2 separate regions of the Rattus norvegicus genome follow, and region 1 is linked to region 2. The links are chromatin contacts, called in public Hi-C maps. All regions are on one chromosome and are shown on one strand. Each heading gives the region's core, a stretch centred on a gene start, on an enhancer-like site or on the middle of the called end of the contact. The rest is flanking DNA. Distances are from core to core; before and after follow the strand shown.

Region 1 (5,159 bases), core at 1,503-4,002, 180 kb before region 2:
TCTGAGATAAGGTCTCGCTCTGTACCCCAGGCTAGCGAATCATGAAACTGGTGAACTTCTTCTGCCTGTGGATCCCAAAGCGCTGGGATTACAACTGGGTTAACCTCTTTTCTTCTATTTCTCCCTCTTCTCTCCTTCCACATTATAACAACAGTAGGAGGAGATCATTGACTCAAGCGTCCTGCCATAAACAACAGGGTTGGCAGTGAGGAAGACAGACTAGAATGGACAGGGTAGTTGTATTCTGGCCAGCCGACCATCACACACAGATCACTACCCATAGCTAGGGATCCCTACTGACTTCGCGTGGTCCCTGACAGTGATTCTTCCCTCCTATGTTCATCCTGAGAAATATAGGACATGTGAAAGGTTGAGTTATTAAATACACTGCTGTGCCTGGAGAGATCCATCAGTGGCTAAAAAAGTTTACTGTATGAAGACCTGGGCTCAGATTCCAGCACCACTAGTCTCTCACACACCCGCTACCCCAGCACTGGGCAACTGGAGTCAGACTTGCTGGCTTAGCAGAGTAACTAAATATATGACCTCTAGGGTCAGGGAGAGACTGAGAGACTCTGTCCCAAAAGAATATGGAACAAGGGAAGAGAGGAGGACACCTGACTCCCTCCTTTGTTTACATGAACACAAGGGGACACATTGACCTATGACATAGGTAGACCCCCAAATTAGGTAACTGTCAGCAAAGTGAGTAAGAAAACTTAATCAAATACGTTATTACAAGGGGCTTAGGATATAGCTCAGTTGGTAGAGTACTTGCCAAAGCCCTGAGTTCAAGTCCTGGAACATCCTAAACCAATCATGGTGGCACACAGTACATACTAAGTTCAAGACCTGAACTATCTGTCTGAGACCATCTCAAAAACATATAAACCTTATCGTCAGGACATCATCATCACTCTAGGGTGTATCTTCCAGCTCTTGCCATGTTCAGTGAAACATAATTCACACAGAATTCAGCCAACTGAAGCCCCGACTACAAAGCTATAAGCTATTTTGCCATGAAGGTGATATGATAGGTCCTAGGACCCTGCACCTAAGCCAAAAGCAGTAACGTAGCTAGCAATGAAGGGAGTCAGACAGAGCTAAAGCAAAGTTCCAAGTAAACCCCTAAAACAGGTACAGCCCCACCCCTAAACAAAGTGACAGGCCCTAGGGTCAGACAGAGTGCTCCAGTGAAAAGACACGAAGACTTAATGGAGACTTAAAAGCTTGCCCACAGGCTGCTAGGGACCTAAGGGAGGCAGCCCAGTATACCTCTCAGCAGGAAGGATTCCAGGTCCGTGTTTCATCGCTGAAGTATATTACACATGCAATCAGAGAATAGCTGCAGTGACCCGTACTGTACTTAAGTCAAATATTAATATTTAAACCCAACAGGATGTCCGCTGTAATGTTCACTGGCCTAACCTTTGACCACCTCTGACCTGTGGTAGCACCAAGATTATCCACCCATGGCATACCATACAAGAAAATTTGATGATTTCATTTCAGGAAGATCCACTGGCTCCCAGTGACCTACAAGGACAAACTGCTTGCTGCTTCTTCCGTTCATTCAAGCAGCCCCAACTGAAGCTCTTCTAAAAGCCAGCCTCTGTGCTTGGTAAGGAAACAGCTACTGGAGTCTTGCCTGCAGAGATTCTGTGCCCAGTGCAGGGAATAAGTCCAGTCAGTAAGAGCCCCCCCCCCCAAAAAAAACCCCAAAATGCACAATGCTAAGTGATGAGGTCAGGCACACAGCAATTCAAGAAACAAAGCCCCAACCTTTATCCCTTTATCTGCTTAACTGCACTTGGCGTTCAAGGGTTTTCAAATGTTCCCATTTCCAGAGCCTCTTAAGTACAGAGCTTCTCTGTTGAGTCTCAATTTTGCCAAACGAGAAAAGCTGAGCCAACCGTTTCGTTTCTAGCATTCTACAGCTATTCTGCTACTACTTAAAACATGAAGATCGGCGGGACCGATAAAACACAATCAAGAACACATTCAACCGGGAGGAGGAAGCCCGTAGGTGGCTCCCCACGGGCAATATGAGAGGGCACACAGGGCAGGGCAGGGCAGCCAAAAAAAAAAAAAAGGGCTAAAACACCTGTTTCCTCCCACACCTGGTAGCTGGCTGTGTCGCTAAGCCCAGTCCAGCATCACCTGTCACACTTCTTAGTCTTAAGCCTGTGAAAACCACCAACGTCAGATCAACACATAAACAAAGTGGCAAATAATCCCAAAATAGACTTCAAAATTGAACCTGTGTTATCATAACGTTTTAAATTAGTGAGGCGAGATTAAGTAATAACTTAACCGGCATCCCTACTGCTGGGCAAATGAGCTTCAGCGCCAAGCAAGAGACTCAGTTTCAATTTTTAATTTTTTTGTCTCAAAGATGCATTAAAAATAAGTGTGGCCGCTTGCTCAGCAAACCCCCAGAGCCTCTCCAAGTATCCAGCGTTCCAGTACTTTCTGAAAGCGAGGGCGATCTTCCTAGTCTTGTTCTGCATAATTATGTCTCTGAAACGCCATCCTAAATTTGAATGAAAATAATTTTCTTATGCTGGGGTGGATCCGCGGCGCTCAAAACTGGGCCGTAGAGCTCCGGCTCCCACAACAACCAGGACCTCCCAGTGTCCCGGGGGTCGCCAGCAGCAGGCTACTCACATCTGAACCTGGTCCACGGCCTGCAGGAGGCGGCGGCGGGCAAGCCAACGGCCTGAGGGAATAACTGCACCTCGCCAGCCCCGACCGGGGGATGACCGCGACCGCGCGCCGGCACCCCCTCCCCCAGGCCCCGGGCTGCGGTCCCCGGCCGCGCCGCGCAGGGCCCTGAGGACCGCTGCCGACGTGGGGGTCTCCGCAGATGCCCGCGCGTCCCCAGGCGGCGCGGCCGCGGCCACGTAGCCCACGCGAGGAGAGGCCGCGAGCGGGGACGTGGCCCCCGGGAGCCCCCGGCGCTGTCTCCGGCCCGCTTACCTGCGGCACGGCGCGCGGCTCTCACTCGGCAGACTGTCGGGCGGCCCGGGCGGGCTGCGGCGAGAAGCGGGCGAGCAAGGGGCGGGGCCGCCGCCTCAGGAGCCGCGGGCCACAGCGGAGCCCGCGGGGCCTCATGAATGGGACACGGCGGCGGCGGCGGCGGCGGCGGCGGCCAGGCTGGCGGTAGACTGCGCGCACGCCCCGCCCCGCCCCGGCCACGTGACGCGAGCTCCGCCCCCGCCGGCCGCGCGCCGCGAGCCCTGGGCCCCGCCGGGAGAGCGGCTCGACGCCGGCGCTAGCCTCGGGAGAGCGCTTTTAAAAGTTTCCTCCGGTCCCCATGGCAACCTTTGCGGCGCTGCGCGGGGCTTCAGAGCCCAGCAGCCAAAAAAAAGTGCAAACGGTCTGCTGCGTGATGGTGTGCAAACGTTGTCTCCCGCGTAACGCGAGTGCACCATCATGGGATCGCTGCAGAACCCGTATCTTTCCTTATTTACCCTTGGAGCTCAGTGATAACACCTCCTACTTAAAAGTGCACTTCAACGGCTGCAGCTGGGAGTGTTAGTGGCGTCTCCTGCTTTTTGTCTTGTTTTTCTGCAGCCGGCCCTTCCGATGGGATGGGAGTAGAGGTGGAAGCCCACGGCATCACTTCTAAAGGCTTGTTAATTTCTCCATGTGCACCGCGAGCGTGAGCAGTCTAGGGGCCGCTGAGCCATGCGTTTATACCGACTCTCTCTGGGAGGGACCCGGGCGCAGCAGTTTCTTTGCAACAATGAAGCCTGGTGGGCATAGGTTGTGCTGGGACCCAGGAAACCTTTCACTTCCCGGCCCAAGTACCTCCAGGTGAAATTCAACCAGGTTGCCTCAGTAAGGCCATCCAAGTTTACTGGGATTTTTTTCACCTCAGTGAGGCTTTTTATCTCACCAGTGAAAGAAATTTTTTCAAGGTTGGAAGTTTCCCGTAAATGTTCGAGGGATGTTACTCCGCTATGGGGAAGTGCAATTAAAGAACCCAGTCCTCGATCCCCAAGTTGATGCACTGGAAACAGCGACGCCTTCCCAATGGGGCGCTTTGAGTATTACACGTGATTCCCATAGAAAGCCCAGCATAGCTTCCAGCCTGGACTGTAGAACACGCCGTTACTATTTGTTTTCTAGCTTTTCATTCTCCATCTTGACTTTTCCTGTTTCTCTCGGGATAGTTTCATTACCTCCTACCTTGGGAGGGAAATATTCTCAGGCTTCCTTCCTTTCATCATGCAGGAAGTACGAGACAACCCGCCCTTCCTCTGTCACCGCCCCCTCTGGGGTTTGACACCTTACTCCGAAGGATTGGCTCCTGTTTCTAGTATTTTCCTCATTCTCTGGTGGCTGCCTGATTTTATACTACTACTGAGACAGAGTGGGAACTAATTAAATATTCATTGACTGTCCCTCAACTTCCTTCCGCTGTGAAGTGGGGGCACACCCAACTCCCATCTGCTTCAGTGCCCAAGTCTCTTCTCACTTTCTGACCCCGCCACCTTCCAGGTCCATAGCCCGGAACCTTCCCCCACCAATCATGTCTTCTAGTCTAGATGTCTCTTCCTTCATTTCAAAGCGAGAAGGCCTTGCTGACCCTACTGTCGTTTGGTTCAAGATGTTTTGACTGGAATTTCGTGCCTTCTTGATATTTTGTTTAAGAACAGACATCTTGGGCTCGCTTTGGCAGCACATATACTAAAATCGGAACGATACAGAAAAGATTAGCATGGACCCTGCGCAAGGATGACACGCAAATTCGTGAAGCGTTCCATATTTTTAGAGGCCAATACTAGCAGCAAACCATTGACCTGAGAACAGGGTCCCTGTTAGAGGAGTTAGAGAAAGGATTGAAGGAGCTGAAGGGGTTTGCAACCCCATAAGAACAACAATACCAACCAACCAGAGCTCCCAGGGACTAAACCATCATCCAAAGAGTACACATGGACTGACCCACGGCTCCAGCTGCATTTGTAGCAGAGGATGGCCTTGTTGGGCACCAATGGGAGGAGAAGCCCGTGGTCCTGCCAAGACTGGACACCCCCCCCCAACATACACCAACATATAGGGGAATGTCAGGGCGGGGAGGCAGAAAGGGGGGGTGGTTGGGGCGGGGGAACACCCTTATAAAAGAGGGGGGAGGAGATAGGGGGCTTATGGGT
Region 2 (4,900 bases), core at 1,516-4,015:
TTCCTACATGGCTTGTGCCATTAGACAGCTTGTGAAAGTTGGCCTTTCCTTCTGACATGTGAGTCCCTGGATTTAACTTAGGTCATTAGGTCTGGTCATTAGGCTGAGCCAGTCCTGGTATAAATTTCCAACTTTAAGTTTCAGCTAAAAATTTGAAAGCCACTAGAAGTCAGGGAGATTGTTGATAAGCCTATATCTCCAACAGTGATGGGCAGACACCAGCAGGGTATGGGAGGCATTCTGCAGGCTTGCTGGCCAGTCAGCCACGTAGAAACGGGGAGCTCCTGATTCAGGGAGAGACAGAGTGATAGAGGAAGACATCTCATGCATGGTGTGTACACCTGCACAATGAGTTACATGCACCATTTACACCATACCACCCCGTGTACAATCCCACAGAGAGTTTAAGAGCCACTTTTCTGTACTTAGAAAAATCTTCCTTTAAATTTATAAGGGTCTTAGTTAGGGTTTTATTGCTGTGAAGAGATGCCATGACCAAGGCAACTCTTATAAAGGACAACATTTAATTGGGGCTGGCTTACAGTTTTAGAGGTTCAGTCCATTATCATCACGGTGGGAAGTACGGCAGCATTCAGGCAGATATATGCTGGAGGAGCCAAGAACCTTGATCTGAAGCAACCAGGAGAGACTGTCCTCTGCAGGTAGCCAAGAGGAGACTGACATTCAACATTAGGTGGAGTCTAAGCATTGGAAACTCAAAGCCCATATCCACAAAGACACACTTTGTCCAACAAGGCCACACCTCCTAATAGTGCCACTCCCTGTACAAAGCCCATCCAAACCACCACAGCAAGTGAGGGGCTAGAGCGACAGCTCAGGAGTTAAGAGCACTGGTTGTTCTTTCAGAGGTTCTGGGTTCAAAACCCAGCACCCACATATATGGGATCCAATGTCCTCTTCTGGTGTGCAGATATACATGCAGTCAAATATCCATGTATGAAAAATAAATAAGTCTTTAATTAAAATGGCATTATAAATGATCTCACTTAATCAGAAAGCCTTGTGAGGCAGGCTGGAGGGATACAGGAAAATTGGCTGGGCTTGAGGTCAACAGAGGGACTTGTTCTCCAAGTTACACAGCTTGCTAAAGGAAAGACATGGTGGAGAATCCAGACTGTCAAACGTGGAGTGAAAAGGGCTCACCTGCTGTTTCATGAAGATTTCCTATAGGTTACAAAAGAACAGGTTCATCTGACAGTGTCAGAGGCCTTCCGTAGTGGGTCTAAGACGTCCTTTCCACATTGACTTGGTATATCCATATATCCATAGTTACCTGTGGGAGTGAATACAGGGTGAACAGAAACCAATTTCAAATGAGCCGGGTTCTTTGCTCCTCCAGATGACCTGACACCTCTCTCTGTCTCTCTGTCTCTCTCTCTCTCTGTCTGTCTCTCTCTGTCTCTCCCTCCCTCCCTCTATTAACCCCTAGAATCAGGGCAATCTGCCTCTGTAACATCTTCCTAGCTTCCAGGTAGGTTTATTTGCTCTTCTGTAATCTATTCATTTTTGTTCCCTGTAATTCTCTGCCCTTTCTCTTTCAACCCACAACCCAATCCCGAGGAAACAACTGTTCATTTATGTCGAGCAAACCATAGCCCCTCCACAGTACTTACCAGTTTAAAACCTATTGATTAATTTGGTAAGGATACATCGGCAACTCCTAGGAAAGCGACAAGATACTGTTTTCCAGCTGAGACCTGAGACGGAACAGAAGCTGCTCATTTCCTCGTCCACAGAATGCGGTTTGGTGTTCCCCTTCCGGACAGGGAGCTTTCCAGTAGGGCAGACCATATCCTTGTGGAGGTGCATGCACTGCAGAAGCCTCATTGCCTCAGAAGCCACCTCTGTTTCTGACTGCTCAGACCTCTGAGTTTGTACTGTCACGGCTGTATCCCCAATCTTCCCTAGAAGTCATGTTGGGCTTCTTAAGTCCTTGACAACCCAGAACCCTCTCTTAAAGACCTTAGCTTAGGGAGCTGGAGGTGAAGTACTTAGTTACTTGTATTTTTAGTTACCACTCCAAGTGAATATCAAAGAAGGGAGGGAAACTTTGTTTCTGCCATCTATAGGATTACGGTATTTTTTTCTCTCATTGGCCTTGCCTCTGAATTAACTTTAAACCGCATCACTAATTAATGAGACGAATGCTTCTTGAAGGAAACAACTGATCTTAGGGATATTTAACACATATCCTTATTGTCTCGCCAGGATTGTGACCCCTCTTCCTTTAAAGAGGAACTATTGTTAGCAGCTGAGCCACGCAAGAAGACCCGGCGAGTAAATAGGTCCAGCACTTTATTCCAATTACATCATTCACCCTGGAGCGGTAGGTGGGGCAGGCAGGAGTCACCATCAGGGTAAAAGGGGACTCTGGAAGAAAGTTCCAGAGAACGTTTTGCAAGAGGGAGCGGAACAATCAAAACTGAATTCATGAACTCTATGTGGGCCAAAGAGGCAGCGCGGCCCTGAAACTTTAGTATTCCGTCCCGCGTGGGAAAAGTGAGGAGCTATTTTAAAATTCCTTTTCATACTTTTCGAGTTGCTCGCACACTCCCTTCCGCGCCGCCCAGACACTGAGGCGCTGACCCACAGGCTGATTCACACTAGTTTCCCGCGCAGGCGCACTCCAGCCGAGCGGGGGCGCCGGGCTGGGGAGCGGGGCCAAGGCTAGTCACGTGAGACCCGCGGCACTTCTCTCCTCAATTTCCCTAAATGGACTTAGACGGGGTTCCCCGCCTATCTCCACGCTCTGGAATGCGGGCAGAGGAGAGCTCCAGGACAGGCGCAACCATCTGCCGAAGAGGGGGGAGGAAGCAGAATCACAGTTCAAACGGAGACGCGAGAAAGACGAAGAGTCAGTAATTAGACCGAGAGGTCCTCCACACGTCCATTTCAGCCCTAAACTCCCCGTTCGGTACTTCTCATCGGCGCCCTGAGCCCGCCATCTGCTCTGACACCTTCCCTGAGGTCCCCCTCCCGTCAGGGCTGGCCCATAGAGGCGGCGGAGAATGGCCGCCAGGCTTCCTTCCGGTTTGCGAGCGGAGGCCGGAAGTGGCCGTTCTTGGGCGGCTGGAAAGTTAGAAAGTTTGTGAGGGCGGCGGCAAAGCTTCGCAGAGACGCTCACTCTTGGTTCTCGCGGCTGAGCAGGGTGAGTGGTGCTGGCCGCCGAGCGGGCGTGGCCCGGCCCCAGGAGGTGTCCTCGCCGGGCGGCGGTGAACGTGGGGGCCGCCGGGAGCCGCGGCTGGGGAGCGCACCTGGGCAGGTGTGTCTCCGCGAGCCCGGGGAGAGCGGGGCGTGGAGCAACGGGCCGGGGAGCCGGGGCAGCCCGGGCGCAGACGTCGCTCTGCTTCCCAAACTTGGATCTTGGGAAATGTTGCTTAGCTCGCCAGCGCGGTGCGCCTTGGACCATTGCCTGCCCGCGAAACCAGAGCCCCACAGAGCTGACTCCGGAGCTCTGTTGAGTTGCTAACGTAAACTTGCGGGAACCGAGAGAGTTGTGGATAAAACCGTAGCACAGCCGCCCTCGGCCCTGTCTTTGCAGCTCAGCGCGCGCCCCTCTAAGTAGAACTTTTAAAAGTGCTATTTGAACAGAGAGGAGATTGAAGTTTTGTTTGCCTGATATTAAGAGTCAGTAGGGATGTAAATATATAAGATCTTTAGGGATCTTTTAAGATTTTAACTTCTTTAGTGCAAAACTTGTGTCAAAGGGTGACGAAAGTGAATCTCCACTAAAGTTGCTGGTATTTTCTTTTTTCTGGATGGCTTTTGATGAGGATTAATTAGAAAAGCATTTTTTGTCTTCAAAAGTGAAGCGTGGTTCATTAGTCAATCCTGGCAACTAATGACTTTTTTAAAGGTGCTCAGAACTCTTGGGTGTGGCTGTCTAGGAAAATCCAAGCTGACTCTCAACCGGAAGTGTGCCTAAGAAGTAAAAACGTGGTTTTCCTTGAAACTGAAATAACAGCTTGAAAATACACTTTAAAAAACTGAGTTTATCGCCCTCCCCCATCTCGTCTTGTAAAAAAGTGCATTGATTTGATCTGGATTTCAAAGCAAGCCATACCTAGATGCTACCACACTGTGAGGTTTTGAAATGGGAGTTTTCCAAAGGATATATTTCTCAGTTTTAAAAGAGTTTTTTTTATTAAAAGATATTAAGTTAGTAGGCTGTAGTGTAAATGTTCTATTAAGAATTTCTATCTTTTATATCTATTACTAGTTTAGGCATGTGAGATCCTACTATTTAAATTTAGGCAATCTCAGGTATATCTTAGTGTGGATTAAAAGGTTTCATAGGGTACTTTGTTGTTGTTGCTGTTGTTGTTTGTTTGTTATTTTGGATAGGGTCTCCTTTTAGCCCAGACTGGCCTGGAACTTGAGATGGTCTTTCTGCTTCAAGGGCTAGGATTATAAGCCCAGTTATGAGCCCCACATCAAACTTTATCATAGTTTCTATAAATTCTACATTTCTAAAGATTCTGTGAAATCTGGTTGCCCTCGGCATGTGTGGAAAGCCTCTTCGAGGCTGTCTTCATAGTCTGACGTCTTCCTTAATCAAGAGGCTCCCATTTAGTCAACTGCTAAAACATGAAACTTCTTGGGCGGGAATGTAGCTCAGTGGCAGAGTGCATACCTAGCGTACATGATCCAGAACTGCAGAACAACCCACACCATACAACACGCATTGCTACAACCCTGTCTTAGTTTAAAACTAAGTCAGACTCCTTTCCGTCTGTAAACAGAAACTGTCTTGACCACCCGCTCCCTTCCTTTTCTTTCTGGTGGTCTGAAACTTTCATATGTTCTCTAGAAGGCCGGCGGGCAAATCTTCTGCTTCTTAAGTTTCATATCAAAGATCTTTCACAAAGCCCTCAAAGTG

Evidence for each region. Hi-C and Micro-C count contacts between places; a contact is called where the count stands out from the background.
Region 1: a contact with region 2 is called in a Hi-C map of kidney, with 4 times the contacts expected there. The contact joins the promoter of Lpin2 here to the promoter of LOC102555687 in region 2. A contact is called at or near these places in 8 of 12 Hi-C or Micro-C datasets (Schwann cells, frontal cortex, hepatocytes and 3 more) and 1 of 1 datasets of contacts at active chromatin or transcription factors (oligodendrocytes).

The regions. Positions count from the first base shown.
Region 1 is chr9:118,527,948-118,533,106 of GRCr8, reverse strand. Lpin2 (lipin 2) reads right to left here and starts at 2,752. Exons shown (of 20, transcript NM_001108236.1): 1 at 2,668-2,752. LOC120094977 (U6 spliceosomal RNA) reads left to right here and starts at 4,672; the gene lies at 4,672-4,778.
Region 2 is chr9:118,344,435-118,349,334 of GRCr8, reverse strand. It overlaps LOC102555687, which reads right to left and starts at 2,765. Exons shown (of 5, transcript XR_357340.5): 1 at 2,553-2,765; 2 at 1,635-1,718; 3 at 1,165-1,294; 4 at 543-656. Myl12a (myosin light chain 12A) reads left to right here and starts at 3,058. Exons shown (of 4, transcript NM_001135017.1): 1 at 3,058-3,169.